5 separate regions of the Mus musculus genome follow, and regions 1, 3, 4 and 5 are each linked to region 2. Evidence: chromatin contacts called from public promoter capture Hi-C data. All regions are on one chromosome and are shown on one strand. The core of a region is the stretch at or near the end of the contact, and the rest is flanking DNA. Distances in the headings are between cores, read along the strand shown. Region 1 holds the start of Pgm1 (phosphoglucomutase 1). Region 2 holds the start of Atg4c (autophagy related 4C, cysteine peptidase). Region 3 overlaps Patj (PATJ, crumbs cell polarity complex component). Region 4 holds the start of Itgb3bp (integrin beta 3 binding protein (beta3-endonexin)). Region 5 holds the start of Alg6 (asparagine-linked glycosylation 6 (alpha-1,3,-glucosyltransferase)).

Region 1 (3,230 bases), core at 659-3,158, 740 kb before region 2:
CAGTGTAGGAATCCTGGAACTATTAGAGTTTGGCCAAAGAGGGAAGAGCAACAGGCCAGTGGCTAATGCGTGATGATGTTTAGTAACTTTCTGTTGTTGTCTTCACGCTTTCCTTCTCACTCCACAGTACTCCCAAAGTGGCAGAAATCCATTTGAACCCTAAAACTCACACTATGCTAAAAGCTCCTACCGACAAGGCTCACTCCTGCCTGGGAGCCTTCCTTTTCCCCACCCATTCTCTGTCCTGGGCATAGGCCAGGGGACTGCTGAATGAGGCCCCTGTGAGCAAGGGTGGAGCTGAAGGGATCCTCCCCACAGAGCTGACCGGCCTCTCTCCCACATGGAAAGCTGTGGTGGTCTGAACACTCCTGGGCATACAGATACAAATCCCAACTTCTTTCTCTGTTTGTCAATGTCTGACCCATCCAGGAAAGTCTACATACAGAGCTCAGTTTAGATCTTGAAAACTGGAAAAAGAAGGTCTTGCAATTTATGAGTCCCTCGATTTTCAGAAGCCACTCAAGTGGTACCGGAAGGTCCGTGCTGGATTCAATGTTCCCGTTATAGTTTTGGTAAATTCTTTAACCTGCCCAGGCTTTTTAGTACTCTCCTCGGTGACTTTAAAGTACCCATAATAGCGTCTTCCTTATAGGGCTTCAAGAGGGTTCTTGAGACACACCAGTGAAATGTTTGTCACGGTGCTTGGCAAGGCAGCTTGAAATAAGTTGAAATACAAGTTATTGTTGAAGGGAATGGGCCCCAGAGGAGCTGAGAGAAAGTCCAATGTTATTGTAAATATACAAAGAAAACGTGTTCCTTAAAACTTCTTTTAAAGTATCTTGTAGAAACAAATAACCAATTCCAAATCCACATTTACAAATCATCAGATTTATAGGAGAAAAAAAAGTTTCACCTCTCTAGTGGACCTGCTCAATTAAGACAGTTAACCTTCTTAACCAGGGGGCGGAACTGGGGGCGTTGCATTAATTTCCTGGCCTGTCAGGACAGCTTGCATAAGAGAGCCCTTGGGTATATTGTTATTGCTTTAATGAAAATTCAGGTCCAGCCCCCTTGGTGGAACAGGTCCAGCAGAGACTGGACTTTTCAAAAGCCTGAACCCAGGCAGCAGGCCCGGCAGGGGAGGAAGCGCCTTTCCCAAGCCAACCAGAGGGCAGGGAGAGAGGCTTGGCACCTGCGGGCCCAGATCGCTGGCTTAACGCCCCAGGGGGATGAGTGCTCCGGTCACCCCGGCCCTCCCAACACCTGGCCTCGAGTCAGCGGGAGGTGCCCCAATCCCAGACCAGAATAGCACAGCGCCACGCAGGGTCTGCACGGCGGGCTCACCTTTCCCCGGCATAGCCATTGCGAAACGTGGGGTGTGGGGGGATGGGGTGGACGGGAAGCCGAATAGGGGTGTGGGGGCGGGGGTACTGCCAAGGTCAAGGGAGCGTGCGCGGGGCGGGGACGGGATGGTGGCGCGCACGGAAGCGCCGGCCCAGAGAAGCCCGCACGTAGCACACGCTCAGCCCGGCCCGCGCGTCCCTTACCCCGTTGGCTGCAGCGATGCGTACGATGAGCTGGATGGCCTCGGTCATGTAGAAGCGGCCGTCCCCGCCCACAACCAGCGTGGCCTCCTGCCTCAGCGCCGGCTCCACGGTAGAGACGATGCTCTGGATGAAATTCTCCGCATAGTTGGCGTTGCTCTGGAAAACCTTCACTCGCTTCCGCAATCCGCTGGTGCCCGGCTTCTGATCCGGATATGCCTGCGTCTTCACTGTCACGATCTTCACCATGGTGGCGGTTGGCTGCGAGGCGACAGTGGCTGCGGCTCTGGCTGCTGCAGAGGGCTCAGGGTCCGCTCTGCTCTTGCCCTGGAAACGATGGCCCAGGGCCTGCCCACGGCCCGCCCACTTCGCCAAAGTCCGGCTGCCTGGGAAGAGGGACGGGTCACGGGGTCGAGAGGGGCGGAGTCTCCCCGACTGACACATCTCTACCTGAGCCAATGGTCTATATAAAGAAACTAGCTCTTTAACTGGAGAGCAGAGCTTCATCTATCGATCATAGTGCAAGGACGAAGAGTTCAGCACGTTACTGTGATTGGACTAGAGTGTCACGTATACATTCCAGAAGCTGGTCTAAAAGACAGAAAAGCCATCCTCCGACTTTTTTTTTTTCTGCAAGGACAGGCTCAACCCCAAAGTTATATTCAGCTTTCTACTTTTTATGTGTTTGCTGTGGGCCACATGCTACTTCATTAGTGATTGTGGATATCCGAAGAACTGATTTGTTTAGTGTATAGTTTCTAGATCTTCCAAAAGTACGGGTTTTATTTTTCCGTGCTTCTGCTCACAACACTGAGAAATTCCGATAATAAAATCCTTCCTCGCCGGGCGGTGGTGGCACATGCCTTTAATCCCATCACTTGGGAGGCAGAGGCAGGCAGATTTCTGAGTTCGAGGCCAGCCTGGTCTATAGAGTGAGTTCCAGGAAAGCCAGGGCTACACAGAGAAACCCTGTCTCGAAAAACAAAACAAAATCCTTCATCACTTGAGGAAGTTCAGCTCAGTTTGGGTCTGAACAAGCCAGGCAGGCTCTTACCAGGGTTGGCCTGTCTGTCATCCATCACGTTTGACAACTAGGAAATGGAAACTTTGAAGGCAGCCTAGATAAACATAGATACAGCTATAAGGCGTCAAAGGATTACTGTGACAGCGGACCCAGTGATTGTGAAAACAGCAAGAGCTAAGGCAGTCAAAAAGGATTTGATTATTCGGTAGGAATATTTTCTTCTGCCTTTCTTAGTTTTTTTTTGTTTTTGTTTTTGTTTTTTTGTTAAGAGTCTCTGCTTGACAAATGTGTCATTTTAGTATACCAAGAAAACAAATACCTTTAAGAAAGTTAAGTCTGTGAGTGTCCATCTTAAACAAATGTAAAACCTTTCAAAAAGGATTTCTGCAAGAAAGAGGTTGTGGTGATGATGACTGTGCCTGTATTCCTACACACACACACACCCAGAGAGAGAGAGAGAGAGAGAAAGAAAGAGAGAGAGAGAGAGGGAAAGAGAGAGAGAGAGAAACATTCCATAGAGGCATAGACCTATACAGACTTGAAATGACCCCAGCTTAGTACAGTCCACGTGAAATCAGTATTAGTTGATGCAGTCATCAGACTGTACTTAAAACCTATCAAGCCTAAAATTATCAGCTCCTCTCTCCAGTTGCAGTACTAGA
Region 2 (3,402 bases), core at 766-3,265:
AAATAATCCCAACTCAGAAGCATATGTTTTAATTTTATTGATAGTTACAGACTGTATCTCTTAAAGAAGAATGACACACGCCCATAAACCCAGCACTCTGGACACCGAGGTGGGAAGAAAGAGTTGAGTTAGCCCAGGTTGTGTGGTTAGACTGTTTTAAAACAAAACAAAACAAAACAAAGAAGTATTAGAAACACTGCAACACAATAATTAAAAAGGCAGCTGGGAAAGTCACTTAAATTACAGGGTTCCCAGAAAATAAGACACCAAATATCTCTGTGTATAACATTAGCAAATAGCAATACAAAAGCATTAACCAATTCTATCAGACTACTAAGAACAAAGCTTCAAAAAAAGAGTTTCACAAAACATTTTTCAATATATTTGTATCCAGGCTAAAGAGTTAGCTCAGCAGTCACCAGCACTGGCTACTCTTGTGGATGACCTTGGTTCGATTCCCAGCACCCAAGGTAATCATCAGCAATTCCAGTCCCTAGAGATCACATACCCTCTTCTGACTTCAGGGGGCAGCAGGCATACCCATGATGAACAGACATATGTGTAGAAAAACACCCACATAACAAAATATTCTTTTTAAAATATATGTGCATCCCCTTTTATAGAAAAAGCATCAATTAAGGGGGCCTCTAAACTCATTTTACTAATGTAGACAATCCCTCACATTGCCCAGTTTTTAACTTCAGTTCTCAAATTCTTATGGCAGGTGAACCAGTTAATTAGCTTCAGACACTAGACTAATTAGAACTCTTCCCTAGTTGGAAAAATAAAAGCTTTATCATTTGAAACTCCGAAAATACATTTCAAAACCTTTCCAATCCCTCTGGGCACTTCCAAAGACTCATAATCTAATTAAAAGCCACAAGCAGCAGGCAGGAAAGATCACTCCTTTGTGTCTATCTGCTATCAACTGACACAAAATCAATTCCAAACTCCCAAGGGAATGTAAGGTCAGAAAAGGTAAACAAACAGAAGGAAATCTTCACCTAAGTAATTCAAAGATTAAAAAGCTATAAAATAATACAGTCTTAGCCCCGAGGTCGCAATGAACCTCGTGTGGAAAAGTAATCAATAAAGATAACAAAAATATACGACAAAAACCCTAAGAAAATAAACTCAAGCAGAGTTATGCTGAGCTGACCCAGTGATGTCGGGTCATCGCACGGAAGATTGTAGTCTGAGTTTCCAACTTCAATAACCCTCAGATGTGGGTGGGCATGTGAGAATGAGCAAAAGCCGGTCTATGAAGTCAGCGTTATTAGCACAGCCAGGGTATATAATGCTACAGATTGCGGTTTCAAACAACGAAAGGGGCAACGGGGCTACAGACGGACAGATTGAGATCTAACATTTCCCACACATACACTCTTTTTGTTTTAAATGAAGAGAAACAAGGAAGAGTCAATGGGATACGGCGGCTAGGGAGAAAACCTTTCCTGGTCAAGAAGGGTAGAACAGCCGGCCACTGGAAGGCTTACAGTTCAAAGGGCGAGGAGGAGTCGTCAGAAGATAACCCTCAGGAGGAAGCAGAATCGAGAGAGGCTCCAAAACCCTCCAGGAACCCAGACGGTTGGCCACGGGTCTGCACCAAGGGCAGGGCCGCCCCCAGAACCGGCCATTCGTAGACTACAAACACCAAGCTCCAACCTTCTCCACTCCGCCAGCCTCGAGCCGACCCCTCGGCGACACGGGACTGGATAACTGTACAGCCGCGCAGGAGTCCCCACACCAGACGCGCGTCGGCTCCAGCAGCCGCTCCGAACAGCGCGTACGCACCGCAGGACGTGCGGCCCGCGGCCCCGCGCGGCCACCGTAGCACAGCACACCGAAGCCTCCGCAGGCCGCGGTCCTGCAGGAAGCCCTGTCGGAGACCCTAAGCTCCCGGGCTGCAAGCTCAGAGCCTAGAGCAGTTCATTTGTGAGGGGCAGGCCCAAGTTAGATTTACAGCTGTCCCTCGTAACTGTAACTACTGGACTTCAGCTACTACCCGCCACGCACGGTGAGCGTCTGCGGTTTCGGGACTACAAGATCCAGCATGCACAGAGCTCTGGGTCCTTAAAACCAAGCCCACTTGGATTAAAAGACTAACAGTCTGTCTACTCCAAGGCAAGCTGTGGTATGGGGTATTGATTACATCCTGGTGGAGCATTCAGTTTTCACATTCAGATTCATGTTAAGAATTACAGTACAGGACCTGCCTTTAAAAAAAAAATCGGGAGAGATATACTAAATGATGTCAACATGTAATTCTACTAATATATTGTTTTCAGTAACGCAGACTGTTGGAGCAATACATAAGAAATAAGAGCAGAAACTACAAGGGGGAAAAAAATCAACAATCTCTGCTACCAGACAGTTAAACAGTTAAACATCGAGAGAATGAACGCCTTCTGGAATACAAAATATGTTCTTTGAATTTTAACTGTTTCACGATTAGAATTGAGTGGCGTTTTATTTGAAGATAGGGACTTGCAATACAGCCAGACTGACCCAGAACTCATTATCTTCTCTCAATCCCCTAGTGTTGGAATAAGAGATCTGTGCTAGGACGCTGGGAAAGTTATTTCATGTTAGTCTCATGAAAACAGTTGCCTAGAATTAATTACTAGAGCAATTTATTCACCAGTCACATGGGCCGGACAGGGGTATAACAAGACAACAAGAGGGTCATTTATTAGCATAGATAACAAGGTATCTGCTCCTTTGTCTGCTTGGATAGTTTGTTTCATATTTTGAAATGCAGAACACTTTCTGATGACTTGGAGAGGAGATAGCACAGATCTCACAAGCTGTCCTTCTCATAACTTCTATAAGGACTTGTATGAGGGTTCTCTAAGAAGCAGAACTGATAAGAGGAGTGTATATTAGACTTGCTTACAGGATGTGGTCCAGGTAGTTCAACAATGGCTGTCTCACACTGAAAAGGCCAAGACTCTGGTAATTGGTCCATGAGGCTACAGGTCTCAGAAATCCCATTCTGGCACTTGGATCCTGGAAGATTCCTGGAGCACTGTCTTCATTTCAATTCCAAAGAAATTGGATTTAGTACTGGCAGCAACTGGACAAATAAACTTGCCAGCAAAGGTGGGGCAAATGGATGTAGAACAGTTTCCTTCCTTTTTTTTATTTGGACTGCTACCAAAAAAATGTGGTCTAAATTTAGAGTGGGTCTTTCTTCTTCAAATAATCTGATTAAGAAAACTCCTCACTACAGTACCCAGCAGCTTTGGTCTGAATTAATTCTAGATGTAGTCAAACTGACCACCGAGATTTACCATCACACATGTGCTACCAGAATGGCTGTATTTTAATTTTTTGTCATACTATATTAACAAACCATGAGAACCGAGGCTTGGATTTATATGCTAACTATAGAAAAGTATG
Region 3 (3,007 bases), core at 157-2,656, 690 kb after region 2:
CAGGAATGGGCCTCTTAGGGTTCCAGTCACCTCTGGTTCCAGCCTGTGTTCTCTGTTCCCTGTTCACCATCCCTGAATAAGCTTCTCCCACATTTCTGCCACCAAGAACTATTTCCTGCCATTTTGCCTTCCCTCTTATAATAAACAGGTAGAAATCCCTTTGAAGTAATGAGCCTCTTCCTTTACATTTTCTGCTGGGCAGCTATCAACTCATACAACAGGACAGTAACTAAGGCACTGGGATATGAGCAAGTTGTCATCTCAAAGCGAATCACACAGTAGGGCACACTTGCTACTCACAAACACAAATTTGAAAAACTCAGGCAAGCCAGCATTAGCAAGGGTGTGGCAAAGCTGGACACTGAACATTGCATGGTACAATGCTCTGAGAAAAGCTAACCCAATCCCTTTGGTCACATCACCATAAGATCAGAACCAGAGAACGAGGAAAGGAAAATACTTGGCTGTCGGAGACAATGTTGAAGGTCCTTCTTGAGGTCTCTGAATTCTGTTGGTTTAAAATCAGGGTCTAACTTAGCACTGACCTCAGATTTACTGTGGAGCAAAAGCCGACCCTGAACTCCTCACCCTCCCGCCTCTACGTCCCATCAGTTGGGATTACAGAACCTGGTTCATACACTCCATGTACGTACCATGCTCAGCTCTTCCCAACATCTTCCTATGGAAACGCCCCATTCTTAACATGCCCCATGAACATACACATTTCATTTATAGTGCTTAGTATTTGTGAGTTCTACAAAAGTTCCAACAAGACACTTCTAACAGAATACCTCCCCAATAAGCATTTCCATTAATAATCTGGGCCAACTATGACTTTAGGACTTCAAGAGCAGGGACTTCATATTCAATGGACTGTGACTGCAAATTCTTCTCTTTTAAAAACTTGCCTTAGACTCCTAGAAAATGCTTACTGGTCACTATGACCTGTGCATTCTCAGTTATTCTGTTATTCCCAAATAAACACCACAAGCCTTCGGAGAATCTCTGATTGTGATTTAATTTGGCAACCCAAGAGAACTGAAAACAGGTGATGAGCAGGTATTTATATACCAATATTTACAGCAACATTATCCATGAATAATAGGGTGGAGGACTAGAGACACTGCTCTACTAAGAGCTAGACTGATCAACCTAGGCCTCCCCTGAGGCCCTGGTATATAGAGAAGTGTTTGGCAAAGCCAGTAATATCCTTAGTCCAGGGCCTTGAAACCCACTCATCACACACCTTGGGGCACTGATGTATAGAGAAGAAACACAGCCTTCTCTACAACCAGGAATATGCTTGGCAGAGCAGGTCATGGCCTGAGGCCAGGGCCTTGGGGGAACTATGGCTATGGTTCAGTCCCAAGACTGCTGTAGGCTAGATTTATAATGCTCTTGAGAAACCACGTTGCCCTTGTGCAACTTTGTTTAATTAGCTTCCCGCTGCCTTGATCCTATTGTATGACAGACTCTGCTTACTCTGCCCCACTTCTCTCCTAGAAATAGAACATAAGGTGCTGTACTTCTTAATGAGCTTATTTGGTCCAAGACATAGCTTGACAAGACCTCTTGGTCTCAAACTTTCTTATCTTCTCTATGTTCTACCATTTGCTTCTGAGCTTCTGGTCCCCTTTCTGAGGACCCTGTCATTGAAGAACAACTTGCTGGTCCAGGTCATGGCTTCGTAGCTAAAAGCACATATGGCTGTTTCAAAGGATCCTGGTTCAGTTCCCAGCATTTACATAGAAAGCCAAAATGTGGCACATGAGAGAACATTCGCCGAAGCTTCAGGCTAAAACCATCATATATTTTGCAAGTACAAAAAAGAAGCCATTCTCTAGAACTTCCCTTGCATAATTGAAAGCAGCAGCAGCAGCTGGCTGGATGACACAGGCACCTGAGAACTGAGGCAAGTCCATTTCACGGTGGACAAGAGCATGTTCTACATAGTAAGCCCATGTCTCAAAAACTGCAAAGGCAGGAGAGACGGGGATGCCAAGAGGCCACTTGTGGGAAATAAGCAGTCACAGGTCAATGAGGATGGGTCTACGTCCATGAAGAACAGAAGGCCAATCCTCATTCCAGCCTGAAGGTGGCAGCACCTGTAGCACCGGAATAATAACACTGTCACAAATTTCCTTGTCACATTTGTCCCCCAAGTTTCATTTGTGGATCCTAAACAAACCAATTTGTTGTACCCACAGAAAACTTTTCTGAATTCTGCACTAACATTGTCTCTCACTTTAACAGATACTCTCCGGGATCAGCTCTGAGAGGGTCAGAAGAAAAGATTTTTCCATTGAGACATACATACAGGGTTAATTCTTCTACCTCAGTGAGGTCGTCTGACATACACATGAATGAACCTTGAAGAGCTTATGCTTCATGAAGTAAGCCAGACATATAATGGTAATTATCACAGCTTCACTTCTATGAAGTAGTCAAATTCTTAAACAGAAGACAGAGTTACAGTTAGTGCCAGGGAGAATGGGCAAGGGGAGGGCATTTATTAATTGGCGGGCTCACCATTCCTATGAAGGAAGATAAGGTTCTGGAGATGGACAGAGATGGTGGTTACACAACAGTGCAATGGTATTTAATACCATCAAACTATATGCCTAAAAAGTACATAATACAGACATTTACACAATTTATATGGTCGGCCAGGTGAACAACACATACAAGAAACTGTCATAGTTCATCCTTTACCTAAAACAAGAGCATGTGGGTGGTGGAGGAGAATCAACATAGAACTTCTTAGGTATTATTTATATGCTATAAATAGAGTCTTAATAGGACAGAGTAGTAATGTTCCTCAACCCTCTTGAGGACCTAACTGGGTGCTAGGAACTACATGTTCATAATACATTTGAATAGTTTTAAATCCTCTCAAGGATTGTAATATTATATATGTTAATAGTATCATTGCATATCTTAGTTTATTCCTAAATCTGAAATAACTATGTATATTACACAGGTAGAAAATTCCATATGTGACTTGACA
Region 4 (3,420 bases), core at 662-3,161, 640 kb before region 2:
TTCAGGGGAGACTTCACAGGGTTGTTAAGATTACAACAGTTCACAAATGTGAAACATACAGAATACTTCAGGACACACAAATGCTAAAGAAAACATACATGGAGTGAAATTCCCCAACAGTGAGGTTTTTTTTTTAATGCAAATCAACTGCAGTTGGATCCCCCCATAGCAGGATTAACTATCATTTCATTCACATTTCTATAATACAGCTCATGTCAAATCACTGGATATTTGAAGTTCCACCGATTACATTGAGCTTTATAAAGTTCCTTTACTAGTAATAATATTTAGTGTCTATACAGCATGTCTGCTCATAAGACATTAATATACAATCAAACGTCTTATTTAATCCTTTCTACACTGACCAGGCACTTTTTGTCCATTTTACAGATGATGAAATTGAGGGACAGAGATGTCACCCAGTCAGTGGTAATTTGTGAAATCTCAGTCATTTCTTCTTTTAATGTGAATGAAGGTTTATTGAACAAAGGCTACTATGCAGGGCAAAATTGTTCTGGTGGTCTAATGGCTTCCAACATTGCTTTATCCTGCGTTGACTTCTAAAAATACATTCCAATCTAATAAATTGAATAGTTCAAGTTGAACAATAAGATGACACAGGTAGGGTCCCCTTCAGGACTCATTGGATTCATACTCAGGAGGCCTAAATCACTGGCACCTTCTTGAATTATGTAGGTCTTTTACACTTGGGAAAGAAAGATAATAATCGCTTATCATGGATGAAGTACCCTATTTATAATACACAGACCGCCTGCCTGACACTTTCATATTACACCAGATTTAGAAGGACCCCATAGGGATGTGGTGTCACAGTCTGGTTACTGCAAATTGGTATCACCATAATTAAACATCGGTTTTAAACACATATGCGTGCGCGCCATCTCACAAACGGGAAAGAAAACTATTCCAATAAGGAAGAGCAAGCACTCGGCTTACAGCAAGCAATTTAAAAACATTTTTAAGGATCTTCAAGTGCTCCTTCCAAATGGGGTTATTCTCACATGAAAATCCCTGGACAGAAATGTTCCAGAATTCTATTCTTTCCCTTCCTGTGAAGACAGTCCAAACTGAAGCTTAAATAAATATATAATTGCACCCCTAGGGCTCGGAAACCACCTTTTATTTAAAATTCTAGCCCAAGTCTGAGACAGGGGCCTGGAGAGTATATTGTAGCAAACGGCTCCATAAATAACTAGGCACACAATAAGCAGGAAAAATAAACTGTTAAAAGCGCCTAAGGCGTCTAAAGGGCCAAATGAAAACAGAGAGCCATCCAGTCACCGTCGCTGCACCGTGAAACAGTCACAACTAATCCCAGACAAGCTCTCTCCGTTTTTTGTACTCCTCTGGCCACGATGCTGCATCCCCTTGTGTGTTTCGGGGCATGCACCGGCTCTTAGGAGGACACAGAAGTAAACGTAGCAGATGGGAGAGGCGGCCGCACAATGAAGAGCAGAGCGAGCGACAGAGCAAGAGAGAGGCTTGGTGGCTACCTAATTTCAGCTCACAAACCAAGAAGAGCAGCCAATTTTCGTTAGTAGATCCGCGAACCTCTCGGCGCAACCGGACAGACCTCCGCCTTTTTTAGATTACCATAGCAACTGCGCCTCGCCGCCACCGGAAATAAGAGGCAGAGCACCTTCCAAACGCTCCGACCAGAGATTTGTGGACCATTGACCGAGAGAGAACAGCCATGGCATTGTAGCTTATCTGTTGCGAGGCTGGCATGTCCACAATAGTGAGGAGGGTCGTGCGCTGCATGCGGCTGGGGCTAAATGGATTCTGGCCTTAGACTCCCTGCACCATTTCCTTGAACACGTTCAGGCTCTTTCTCGCGCGGAGACTGTTTCCGGCGAGCTGCATACGGGGTGACACCTCATCCAGCGCTTACTACGCGGGCTTTTTATGCTTCCGCGTTTGCGGTTTCTCAGTTGGTTCTGTCCAGCAACGGAGTCCCGAAATGCCGTAGGTATCCCTTCCCCAGACGTTGCTGTTTTGTGGGCCCTCTATGAGCAAAAAGAGTATACAGGAAGAGTATGCCGTCCCATGGTCACCTTGTCTTTTTTATTTCTATAAACTTTTCTCTGTTGACAGCGTCGGGATGCTTGGTATTCCCAACCTACCTCTACCCTTCCAACACTTCTTTGACTCTTAAAACTTCACATCATTGTGTAAGCTGCGGGCTAAATCTGAGTAATGTCTAACTTGAAATGACTAAGAATGAAAGAGTATATTAAGTAAACATTTCTCTGTAATTTGTAGAATTTTTAAATGCTTGTTAAGCATTTGTGTAGTGAGTTCTCTGAAACTCGGGAGAGATTTCATGGACTGAATGGATTTCAGGCACTGAAAGATTCTTAAGATTATCACTTAGCAACTCAGTAATAAGTGATTTACTTTTCTTACTTATAAAAATAAGCTTGAAAAAAGTAAAAAGTGGGTTTGTATTGGGTCATCTTTAAGTTACAGCCCAACCCCAATAATGTGATTACCGAAAATGACCATAGTAGAGATGGGTATTGTGCTAGACTGCTACCCTTCGGCTACCCTACATAGGCTATATAAAGCACAGTTAGCGGTTGTATAAACAGGTTTTTTTTTTTTTTTGTTTTGTTTTGTTTTTAAAAAAAACAGGGTCTTTTTAAAGAATTTGAGGGAGGAGGAAGACCTAACTCTTGTAATACTTCTTTGGCTACCCCCGTACCAGGCTGATTTAGGTACTTCCTGCTAGGGTAACATTTTCCTGTTTGAGTAAAATGCAAACTAAGATATTATCGGGGATACTTGTGTAAGATATGAGCTGACATAAAAGAAGGAGGACCTTCGGAAATAACAATATTTATTAACTCACCATTCTAAAAAGGTTTATCTTTTAATGCATTAGAAAAATGTCTATTATAACATTGCTGGCAAAGATGAGGGAACAAAACTTAAGCAGGAAAAGAATGAAAATGAATTTGGTGTGTAAACTATGTTCCTGATCTGTTTACAGAAGTGAGGAACCAAAATCTATTGGAAGTGGATATTTTTCTGGCAACTGGCAACTTTAATATATGAGTAGATGTTGTTATATTAGAAGAGTTTCATTAAGTACATTGACATCCCATATTTTTAGCAGTTGTGTTGGTTGGTCCATTTTTCTAAAGAATCAGGGGCTTGTATAACCCAGGCTGATCTTAAACTCACTTTGTAGCTGAAGAAAACAACAAACTTCTAATTTTCCGTCCACCTCCCCCAGTGCTGGGATTGCATACCGCCCACTGTTTATTCAGTGCTGGGGGTCCAACCTAAAGCTTTGTGTATAGTAACTGAGCACTGTACCTGATGAACTACATCCTAGACCCAGCTTTGCTGCTAATGTGTTTTAGCAAAGAGATTAAAGCCATCATAATAATTTCA
Region 5 (3,070 bases), core at 427-2,926, 520 kb before region 2:
TTTTAAGGTTTATTTACTATTATATCTAAGTACACTGTAGCTGTATTCAGATGCACCCGAAGAGGGCGTCAGATCTCATTACAGATGGTCATGAGCCACCATGTGGTTGCTGGGATTTGAACTCAGGACCTTCAGAAGAGCAGTCAGTGCTCTTAACCACTGAGCCATCTCTCCAGCCCGGGAGCATTTTTTTTTTTTTTAGTTGAAGTTCTCTTCAACTAAAGCTTCCTACTCTAGCTTGTCGAATTGACAGTAAACTAGCCAGCACACATGTATGGTACTACAAATTAATAAAAAAAATAAATAAATTGAGCTAGAGAAAGTAGCCAAGGAACTAAAGGGATCTGCAACCCTATAGGTGGAACAACATTATGAACTAACCAGTACCCCGGAGCTCTTGACTCTAGCTGCATATGTATCAAAAGATGGCCTAGTCGGCCATCACTGGAAAGAGAGGCCCATTGGACTTGCAAACTTTATATGCCCCAGTACAGGGGAACGCCAGGGCCAAAAAGGGGGAGTGGGTGGGGAGGGGAGTGGGGGTGAGTGTATGGGGGACTTTTGGGATAGCATTGGAAATGTAAATGAGGACGATACCTAATAAAAAATTAAAAAAAAAAAAAGAATTGAAAGAACACCCTGCATTGTATTTAACCATACATTTTTAAAGCCACAGATCAACAACAGAAACAACAACAACAAAAATTACCTAAGGGGGTAGGGTTAATGAGGAGGGGGGTTCTCTGGAGAGGTCTTGTGAGATGAAATGAATATTGTTATTTGAACTGAGAAACAGAAAAAGATACGTTCCCTGGGTGAGTGATGAGCAACAAGTTCCAGTAGAATTATGTACAGTATGGTTCTGCAAGCATGTTATTCCAACAAACGAGCTTATGAGGAAATGCCATTCACTTGTTATTCAGAACAAAATTGCTATGCGAGCAAAGATCATTTCTAGTCCTTTCAATGTCCTTCCATCCTTAGAGTTCGGTTGGCAGAAAGCAGGAACCCACTTGACTAGAGAAGGTAGTCGGGGTGGACAAATGTGGGCAGGAGAAGGGAGGAGAGAGTGAGGGATACTACATTTTCGGAAGTCCTGTGTGAAACACAGTGAAACACGAGGTCTCACCGTGTTGCTCTGGCTAGCCTAAAACTCTCCAATGTAGAACAGGCTGGCCTGGAAACCTGAGATCCTCCTGCCTCTGCCTCCCAGTGCCACCATTCGGGCTATCTCCCCCTTAAACAGCAGGCGACTGCTGTGCCACCTGCAAGAGCAGCTCAGCAACTTTCTCAGGAGGCCACGCACAGATAGCAGGCACATCCCGACAAGGGGCCAGACCGTCAAGTCCCAGACTTCTTTTTCCTGCTAAGGTACCCTCGGGACATCAGCCTCGGGAGGGACAGACCCACAGGACGGCGGGGACAGGGTCGCCGAGGCCAATCCGGCCAGGCCGCGTCACTTCTGCAGGACAGCCACACGCCGGGGATCTCGGGGATGGGCGAGACCTCCCAACAAGCCCCCGAGAAGCCCGCTCGAGCCGGCTGCCGGGACCTCCCGACGCCTGCCGCCTCCAGACCTCGGCAACCCCAGGCTCTTACCAGCCTCTGCTCTCCAGAATTGGCGCCCGCAGAGAACCAGCGAATGCGCCTGCGCACTCACAGCCCGAGGAGCACGCGCGCTCCCAGCGGCGCTCACGGGAGCGAGCCCGTAAGGCGAGGGGGCGGAGTGGTGGGCGGAGTCATCGTGGAGGGGCGGGACTGGGAGAGCTAGACTGCCACGTTGCGGGAGGCGGGGTGCAAGCCCTGGAATTCGAGAAGCCTGGCGGCTGGGGTTAGGTCAGGGGCAGGTGGAAAGCCCCTTGCTCCTCTTTCCCGGGACCACGGCCAAAGCTTGAGCGGCTGCTTAGCCCACGGATTCCTGTGAGGGGCGGCTCCTGCGCTCTTCGCACTGGCGAGCCCTTGGCCAGTCCTCATCCCGAGTGGCAGGTCTTCCTCCTGGGTCAGTGCCCTACAGCAGCCAGCCTACTTTCTTAGAGCTAAGCAAAGACTACTTGCCCCAGTAAAGTTGAGAAGTTACTTCTAGTGAGAAACCGTTTCTAGAGCCTCTGGGTTGAGCCTATGAGCAGCAATAGCTACACACGGTGACATTCTCACCTCTAGGGAGGCTGAGGCAAGAGGATGGAGAGTAAGAGGGTCAGCCTGAGATACACAGCAAGACCCTGTCCCTGACCCGCCAAAAAAAAAAAAAAAAAAAAAAAACTCCGTCCCAGAATAGACACTACATGCCCCATCAGGCAACTTGAACCATCCGTTCCCACATTTGCCAAAAATAATATCCCCCTCCTTCCCTCACACCCTGCTTTTGATTTGTGCCATTTTGTAGACACCAACTCTGACATAAGTGAAAACAAATATTGAGTATTGCTGGGGGAGGTGAATTGGGGGTGGGGGAAGAAGTATGTGTTACCTGTGTGTACTTGAAGAGATCAAAGGTCGATGCTGGTGTCTTTCTCTATCCATCCCCACCTTACATTTTGAGACAGTCTTTCACTCAACCTAGAGCTCACCTGTTTGACTACACTGGAGTCTCTGCTCTCACAAAATTCTCTTCAAAAAGCATTTCCCATGCAAAAAAAGAATAGAAAGCAGCACAATGAAGTGCACACTGTCACATTAGTAGTATACACACCACAGTCCATGGGAGTTAAGACAAGACTTGGACTCGGTGTAAACTATTAACTGTCAGGAAAGGCTTCTTCCTGAATGAGCCACCTTAGCTTTGAAAGAAAAATCAGACACAGGTGATAATGGATGTGTCAGAGGGAAAAGTTATGGTTAGACCAGGGTGAGAACTAGGAAGGGTCAATGGGACAGGGGATGTGTAAAGGTCTTTGTAATGTAGGAAGTGTGCAGGACAGCAAGGTTAAAGGAAAGAATATTATGGGATGGTCCCCAAGGTAGTGTGTTGGGAAGCTTGGAATCGACTTGGAAGAAGATGCTACACTGTAGTGAATTTGATGTGATGTCAACACAACAAAATACTAACACTTGTGTGCCACTTGTGAATCAG

What was found. Promoter capture Hi-C pulls out the DNA fragments that hold promoters and counts their contacts.
Region 1: a contact with region 2 is called in a promoter capture Hi-C map of second pharyngeal arch cranial neural crest, with 3 times the contacts expected there. The contact joins the promoter of Pgm1 here to the promoter of Atg4c in region 2. A contact is called at or near these places in 10 of 39 promoter capture datasets (the 3T3-L1 cell line, 3T3-L1-derived adipocytes, the C10 cell line and 7 more), 1 of 484 Hi-C or Micro-C datasets (Th1 cells) and 2 of 115 datasets of contacts at active chromatin or transcription factors (astrocytes and large pre-B cells).
Region 3: a contact with region 2 is called in a promoter capture Hi-C map of 3T3-L1-derived adipocytes, with 3 times the contacts expected there. The contact joins the enhancer-like site here to the promoter of Atg4c in region 2. A contact is called at or near these places in 8 of 39 promoter capture datasets (3T3-L1-derived adipocytes, the C10 cell line, the HPC-7 cell line and 4 more), 1 of 15 datasets of contacts at CTCF or cohesin (pro-B cells), 1 of 484 Hi-C or Micro-C datasets (embryonic stem cells) and 2 of 115 datasets of contacts at active chromatin or transcription factors (large pre-B cells and pro-B cells).
Region 4: a promoter capture Hi-C map of pre-B cells shows a contact between it and region 2. The contact joins the promoter of Itgb3bp here to the promoter of Atg4c in region 2. A contact is called at or near these places in 17 of 39 promoter capture datasets (the 3T3-L1 cell line, 3T3-L1-derived adipocytes, the C10 cell line and 11 more), 1 of 484 Hi-C or Micro-C datasets (forebrain), 7 of 115 datasets of contacts at active chromatin or transcription factors (astrocytes, embryonic basal ganglia, embryonic forebrain and 4 more) and 4 of 9 other capture datasets (adipose tissue, embryonic stem cells, liver and 1 more).
Region 5: a promoter capture Hi-C map of second pharyngeal arch cranial neural crest shows a contact between it and region 2. The contact joins the promoter of Alg6 here to the promoter of Atg4c in region 2. A contact is called at or near these places in 11 of 39 promoter capture datasets (the 3T3-L1 cell line, the C10 cell line, the HPC-7 cell line and 8 more), 1 of 484 Hi-C or Micro-C datasets (uterus) and 6 of 115 datasets of contacts at active chromatin or transcription factors (astrocytes, embryonic forebrain, embryonic stem cells and 3 more).

What each region holds. Positions count from the first base shown.
Region 1 is chr4:99,928,129-99,931,358 of GRCm38.p6, reverse strand. Pgm1 (phosphoglucomutase 1) reads right to left here and starts at 1,908. Exons shown (of 11, transcript NM_028132.3): 1 at 1,548-1,908. The coding sequence starts at 1,793. BC062258 (a long non-coding RNA gene) reads right to left here and starts at 1,541. Exons shown (of 2, transcript XR_003955079.1): 1 at 1,345-1,541; 2 at 1-714.
Region 2 is chr4:99,192,547-99,195,948 of GRCm38.p6, reverse strand. It overlaps Atg4c (autophagy related 4C, cysteine peptidase), which reads right to left and starts at 2,015. Exons shown (of 11, transcript NM_175029.3): 1 at 1,497-2,015.
Region 3 is chr4:98,499,455-98,502,461 of GRCm38.p6, reverse strand. All of the region lies in intron 20 of Patj (PATJ, crumbs cell polarity complex component), which reads right to left. Among named protein-coding and RNA genes, the nearest start is that of Gm40210, 79 kb to the left of the region's middle. Within about 2 kb of position 1,406, at least 8 of the 459 cell types and tissues checked have an H3K27ac peak or open chromatin away from gene starts, as enhancers often do. A contact at or near this core is called in 3T3-L1-derived adipocytes, where this site is marked.
Region 4 is chr4:99,827,649-99,831,068 of GRCm38.p6, reverse strand. Itgb3bp (integrin beta 3 binding protein (beta3-endonexin)) reads left to right here and starts at 1,911. Exons shown (of 9, transcript NM_026348.4): 1 at 1,911-1,986. The coding sequence starts at 1,982. Efcab7 (EF-hand calcium binding domain 7) reads right to left here and starts at 1,624. Exons shown (of 14, transcript NM_145549.2): 1 at 1,515-1,624.
Region 5 is chr4:99,714,236-99,717,305 of GRCm38.p6, reverse strand. Alg6 (asparagine-linked glycosylation 6 (alpha-1,3,-glucosyltransferase)) reads right to left here and starts at 1,676. Exons shown (of 15, transcript NM_001081264.1): 1 at 1,600-1,676.